Regions from separate parts of the Columba livia genome. Here region 2 is linked to region 1. The links are chromatin contacts, called in public Hi-C maps. All regions are on one chromosome and are shown on one strand. The core of a region is the stretch at or near the end of the contact, and the rest is flanking DNA. Distances in the headings are between cores, read along the strand shown. Region 1 holds the start of PPP2R5D (protein phosphatase 2 regulatory subunit B'delta). Region 2 holds the start of PEX6 (peroxisomal biogenesis factor 6).

What was found. Hi-C and Micro-C count contacts between places; a contact is called where the count stands out from the background.
Region 2: a Hi-C map of crop shows a contact between it and region 1, with 2.7 times the contacts expected there. The contact joins the promoter of PEX6 here to the promoter of PPP2R5D in region 1. A contact is called at or near these places in 2 of 2 Hi-C or Micro-C datasets (crop and liver).

The regions. Positions count from the first base shown.
Region 1 is chr3:109,387,576-109,390,795 of bColLiv1.pat.W.v2, forward strand. It overlaps PPP2R5D (protein phosphatase 2 regulatory subunit B'delta), which reads right to left and starts at 1,898. Exons shown (of 15, transcript XM_065058992.1): 1 at 1,724-1,898; 2 at 773-856. The coding sequence starts at 1,750.
Region 2 is chr3:109,534,648-109,537,951 of bColLiv1.pat.W.v2, forward strand. PEX6 (peroxisomal biogenesis factor 6) reads left to right here and starts at 1,285. Exons shown (of 17, transcript XR_010471713.1): 1 at 1,285-2,546; 2 at 2,644-2,804.

The DNA.
Region 1 (3,220 bases), core at 648-3,147:
GTGCCGGACAAACTCAAGTCTACCAGAAAAGTTCCAGTTCACCCAAATTTTTTTTAGTTCTAAGCACAGCTTATCATGTTCTGCTGCGGCCATTCTAACACATATAGCTTGGCAACATCAAAATTAAGAGCAAAGGAGACTCTGCACAGCTGGGAATACAGACTGTGCTGCCTTGTGAATAATGTTGTGTTCAGCAACAAAACTGTTTGATATCAAAGGAGAACCATTTAATCTTTAGCAGTTTATTCTTGTAGGTGTCCTATCCATTGCTTCCTCATCTCACTCCCCTAGAAAAAGCCTCAGAAGAGGCATTTCGTTCCTTTTTTATTGCTTCTCACTATTCTCTCACTCTGACACAAGGTGACAACGGAGTTTATTGCACTTTGCTCTGATAGGAGCAAGGAAGCTGCTCCCATCTGTCAGGCTTCCTCCTTCTTGATAACCATGGCTCTTCTCTCTCTGCAGCCAAATTCACCATGCTCTGCAAGAAGTGCTTGCCATCAGCTTCTTGCCAAGTCTCTTTTTGCAGGGCTGTAGTGTACGAGACTCATCCTGGCCTCTTCCATAGTCATCGCTCCCTTCGAACCAACTTTTAAGACGAACTAACTTAATCTTAACTTTACTCTTTGCTGCTGTCTTCTCTGATTCCTTAAGATCTTGAAGACCTAAGTTATCTGGCAGAGCAGCCTGAAGCAGCTAGAATGAAAGATGTCATTCTTCCTCAAAGATGAGTTGCACACACGCTCTGCTGCATCCAAGGTGAAAGCCTTACCTCTTCCGAATTCTCTGTCCCACCATCCTTCCCGCTACTGCCACTGCCAGGCTTTGTGGTGCTTTTAGTAGACTTCGGAGACTCCTGAAAAGACGAAAATATATTCAGAGAAAATTTCACCTCGTCCAGAATTCTGGCATCTCTGCAGAGTCCAGCTGTGCATGAACACTGACCCACCGCACCTCCACCCTTGTAGCACTCTAAGCCCTCTTCCCTGAGTAAGGCACCCAGAACGACGCCCACGACATGGGACACCCACGGTGGGGGCTCAGGCCCAAGCAGGTGCGGTGCTGGCACATCCCGCCCTGGTCACCGCGGGCAGACCCCAGCCGGACACCTTCGGGTGACGGGGTCCCACGCCGACCCAGCCTGGCCCAGCCCTTCCCCCGGGCACGGCCCCGCCGCTGCCCACGGGTGCTCCAAGGCGCAGGGCACCCACAGCCCCGACAGCCACGGCCCCGCCCGCCCGCCCCGGGCGGCGGCAGAGGCGGATCCGGGCCCCGACCCCGCCCGTGGGCAGCGCCGCAGACAGAACGGGCAGCGGGGTATCGGCAGCCGCCGCCGCCGACCGCCCCGCAACGGGGCCGAGACATGGGTGGGCTCGTACCTCCCCCACCGGGGACATGGCGGGGGAGGGGCAGCCGTGCCTCGCAGCCCCCGCGACTTCCCGCCGTCTCCCGAGCGCGCGGGGCGGGCCGCCGCCCCCCCACCGGGCTCACGCGGGGTAACCGGCACAGACGGCCGCCCCCCGCCCGGCGCGCGCCCCCGCCGCCCTCCTGCACCACCCGCCCCGCCCGCCCCGGGCGCGCGCCCCCGCCCCCTGCCGGCCGCAGCCCCGCGCGCGCCCCCACCCAAGGGCCGCGCCGAGTGAAGGCCGCGGCGGGGAGGGCGGCGGGAGCGAGGCGGCCGGTGCCCGGAGAGCGCCAGGCCACCCCCACACCGCCGCCGCACCTTCTCCTTCTTCAGCTTGTAGGGCATGGTGAGCGCCAGGCCCCAGCTGCTCCGCGCCCGCCACCGCCTGCGCCCGGGCCCAGCCGCAGCGCCCTGCTCCCATTGGGCCAGCCGCGCCGGCCGGCCTAGCAACAGTCTCCGCCACCGCCGCGCGACGCTGACGTAGGGCAGGAGATTTTTCTCATTGGCGAAACTGTGCAGCGGCACGCCCCCTGGGGCGGGGCGGCGCGCGACCGACTCTTCCGGGGGAGCATCGCCGCTTGCGCCGGTTCGTGGCGGGCCTCGGCTTGGTGCGGGCGGGTTAGAGGCGGCGGTGCCTGAGCGACCTCCACGGGGAAGCAGCTCTAGGGGTGTGGGACCAGGGGACGGTCTCCACGGGAGCCCCGGCGCAGGCAGGCGACCGGCTACGGTGGCGAGGTGCGGAGCTGCTGCTTGGGCCCCCTGGTTCTCTACCGCTGCAAATGCCTCCCGGACGGCGGGAGTAAAAGAAGCGGGAATGCTTCTCCTTCTGCCGCGTACTACGCAGCTCTCCCTTGCTTTGCTTGGGGAAGAAGAGCCCCAAGAGCCTGAGAGGGCCCCAGGGGCTGCACCTCAGCGCTGTGGGACAGGTGCTTGTTGGTGCTGTGAGGCACGGCTGGGGAAAGGCTGTTGATGGAAATGATGGGATCAGGGCAAGGTGGTGACAGATGGACCCAAGGGTGGATGGAAATGTGTATAAGCACTGCAAGGCCCAGTACAGCCAGAGCAGTGTCCCTGCTAATAACAGAGAAGGTTGTTCCTGGGTCATGTGTCCCTGGACGCTTCCTTGCTTATGTGTGGTAACTGACAAGTCATCGGCAGATGGCTCTGCATCCTTGCAGTAGAAAGACAGCCTCAAACGGCCTGCAGATGTTCCCTTCAAGCTGATGGGAAAAGCAACCGGTGGACAGCCAGCTGTCCTCAAGTTCACAGACTTGAACTGAGCAGAACCTGCTGGGAAGGTCATTAGGGCTCGTTATGCCTCGAGGGTCTAAGGCCAGTCCAGAAGCTTAAGTTGGTCCAGCATGCTTAAAATGATGGCTGCTGGCCTGTTGCAAGAGGTGCAAGAGCTTCTATTCACTGCAGCCAAGTCAGCAGCAAGGATCACTCTGACTTGAAGCATGTGAAGCTTTTGCCTACAGCCTGTGTTGTGCTGTGGGCTTGTTACTGGAAAACCTGTACTGGGTCCTCAGCCGTACACAGCCACTCTGCAAAGGGCGCGCTCTCAGATGGGATGTGGTGCATCAGTGGGGAGAAAAGAGGGTCACTGGGCTGTGTCAGAGGTGCTTCAGCAGGAGCACAATCTTTTATAAAGTCATCAGGTGAACAAACCTGGCATGGCAGAAGGGGAAAAATTTTCCTTGAGACTATTAGAAAACATCAGGCCAACAGCTTATTGTCATTGTGCTTATCATCACTGGCTTGAAAGCCGTTGGCACTCAGGAGGTGCCCCAGAAGCAGAGCAAGGCCCTGGTTACA
Region 2 (3,304 bases), core at 35-2,534, 150 kb after region 1:
GAATCATTTTGGTTGGAAGACATCCTCAGGATCATTGAGTCCAACCATAACATAATCTAACTCTAGCATTAAACCACATCCCTAAGAACCTAATCTAAATGCCTTTTAAACACCTCCAGGGATGGTGACTCCACCACTTCCCTGGGCAGCCTGCTCCAATGCCTGACAATCCTTTCCAGGAAGAAATTTTTCTTAATATCCAATCTAAACCTCTCCTGGTGCAACTTGAGGCCATTTCCTCTCGTCCTATCACTTGCTACTTGGGAGAAGAGACCAATTCCCTCCATGCTACAGCCTCCTTTCAGGTAGTTGCAGACAGCAATAAGGTCTCCCCTCAGCCTCCTTTTCTCCAGACTAAATTCCTTCCCCTCAGGCCAACACACCCCAGTCCACCTGTGGGGCAACAGGCAGGGGTGTTTGGATGCAGAATTAAAGAATCCTTTGGGAGTCTGTTTTTCATTACTCACTTCCTGGAGCATGAACAGGCACTTGGTACAACAAGCAGTCCCTTCCCCAGAGCAAGACAGGTTCTGGCAGTGGGCACAGGTGCTGATCAGAGACTTCCCCTAGACTGCTCCTCTCCAAGGTTAGGTCAGCACTAACACCAATACAAGCACATCCTTATGAACCAAGTGCACATATTCAGCCCCCAAAATCTCAGCAGGCTGGCACTGCTGCTGGCAACCTGTTCTGCTCTGCGTGCATGCCCTTTCCCTCTTGTTTTCCACTCTGCTGGTGTGAGGCTCCAGAAGGGCAGGGCAGCAAAGATCTCAGAAGAGAAGCTGCTAAATTAATGTATACTGTGACTAAGTGATAAAAGACGTAGCCATCATTAGCCAATTGACATGATATAAATGCTTTCTGACCACCTGCAAAACGAGGGGATATTTTTTAAATTTTAGATCCTTCTGCATGACAAGAGGGAGACAGAAGATTAAGTGATATATTGTTTAGAAACAGAGTGCTTAGTTTATATTTAACGAATAATTAATAGATGTATTGTAAGTAAGAAACAATTATAACTAACATGATCAATTATGTATTAGTATAGATATATGTCAAAATTTTCAAAAATTGTAATGCATATTTAATAATTATGTGAATATAAGCAACGCAAGAGCATCCAGTCGCTGGAACACTTATGTAGGATGATCCCCCAAGCTCCCCAGTACTGATAAAATAAAGAATGCTGCTTAACAGTATAATTGACTCTGCTGTTAAGTTTATTTCTCTGTTTCATCTCACCCACCATTTTGGCCCCAATCACACTCTTTCCCGCCTTCCGCGGTCTCTGGTTGCGGTCCCGCTGAAGCCCGGGGAGGACGGGGCCGATGCCACCGCTCTGCTCTGCGCTCAGGTCGCGGCAGCTGGGCCAGGGAGCGAGGCCTGACGGAGGCCCGGCCCTGAGGCTAAGTGCCACTGAAGCGGGGACCGGGTCTGCTCGGGATGAGGCCACCGCCAGCGCCGCCCGCGCCGCCCGCAGCGAGATCGAGCCGGGGCGCTGCTGAAGGAAAGCAGCCGCTCGGCGCCCGCTCTATGGTCCCTGGCCCCACGGGACCGCTCTGTACTGCCACTCAATGGCCTTGGCTGAGCGTGAGGAGGCACGGCGGGCTGCCCCGCGCCTGCGCACCGCGTCCTCTAGAGCCGCTCGACTGCGGTAGCCGGGAGGCCGTATGGCGGTGGCCGTACTACGGCCGCTTGATGCCCTGCCGGCGGAGCTGGCGCCGGGCACCGCGCTGCTGCTGGCGCCGCCACCGCTATGTGTGGCGCTGCGCGGGCGGGGCGGCGGGCTGGTGCTAGCGGTGCGGCCGGCGGGGCGCGGCGGGGCGCAGGCCGTGCTGCTGAGCGCCGTGGCACTGGAGGGCGGCCGGCGGGGCGCGGAGCTGTGGCTGCGCGGGCCTTTGCTGCGGCGGCTGGGGCTGGCGGCCGGTCGGCGGGTGGCTGTGTGGCCGGTGCGCCGCCCGCCGGCGCTGGCCTGGGTGCTGCTGGGGGCGGCGGGGCGGCCGGGGCAGCTGGCGGCCGGTGCGGTGCTGGTACGGCGCGGGGAGGCGCTGCCGGGGCCGAGCCCGCGGCCGGTGGTGCTGGAAGCGCGGCCGGCGCTCCAAGGGCTGCTGGGCAATGGCACGCACACCGCTCTCGCTCCCCCCCCGCCGCCGCGCGAGCCCGCGGCCGGCGGCGCCCCCTGCCGGCGCCCCTCCGCGCCGCCCGTCGTTTCTCGCTTTGCCGTGGACAGGCCCGGCGGGGAGGTCGCGGCGGTGCCGCTGCTGCGGGTGGCCCTCGCCGGCGGGGCGGGCGGCGGCGGGGCGGAGGTGTGGGTGAGCCGACGCGGGCTACTGGCGCTGGGGCTCTTCCAGGGGGAGTGGGTGAGGGTGGGCGCCGAGGGGGCGGCTCGCGAGCACCTGGCGGCGCTGTTGGCACGGCCGCCGCCTTGGGAGTACCCGCGGGCCGCTCGCCACGGCGCGGGAGACGGCGCCGTTCTGCTGGCCCCCGCCCTGGCCTTCAACCTGGGCTGCGACCCCGCCGCCGCCGCACACCTGCGCCTGCGGGTGAGCCGGGGCCGGGCACCGCTGGGGGACGCGGAGGCCTCTGGACCAGGGGAGTGAAAGCCCTGGGGTCTCACGGTGTGCCTTTTCCCCTCCACAGAGGTACGAACGGTCCGGCGCCGCGGAGGGGAAAAGCAGCCGGTCGGTGCTGTCCGTGCCCCCCTTCGCCAAAGAGCTGAGCCTGGAGATTGTCTGCTCGCCGGCCTACAGCGCCCGGGGAGGCTACGACCGCGTGCTCTACAAGCATTTTGAAACGCCCCGGTGAGCTCTGCGGGGCGGACAGCGCCTTTCTTTTAATGGGATGTATTTGTCAGATGCTCCCTCACTGTCTATTGCACCCAGATCAGATACACACTGATGATGTGCATAATCAACACCTTAGTGCAGACACCAAGCAGTTGTAAAGTATCCACTTGTAGTGTCTTCTCCTTAGGAGCGAAGCACACCTGCACACGTCACCTCTTATCCTGTCCTTTGGCAATAATCTTCAAGTCCTCTTCCTTGTTCACTTACCATCCAATGCTGAGGGCTCCCAAGTGCTGCCTGCAAACTTCCATTTTGGGGTGTGTTGATACCCAAGTTTTCAGCTTTGAGTGAAATTGAGCAATCAGTCAGGAAACCAGATGTGTTGCCACCTTATGACCACCTGCCCCCAAGCCTTTTTAATTTCCCTATGAATGCTTTCTGTTCTCAGCTGTTCCAGGGATACCAGGCTATTTTGTCTGGAAGAAATGCTCTTTAATGGCATTTATCTTCTATAC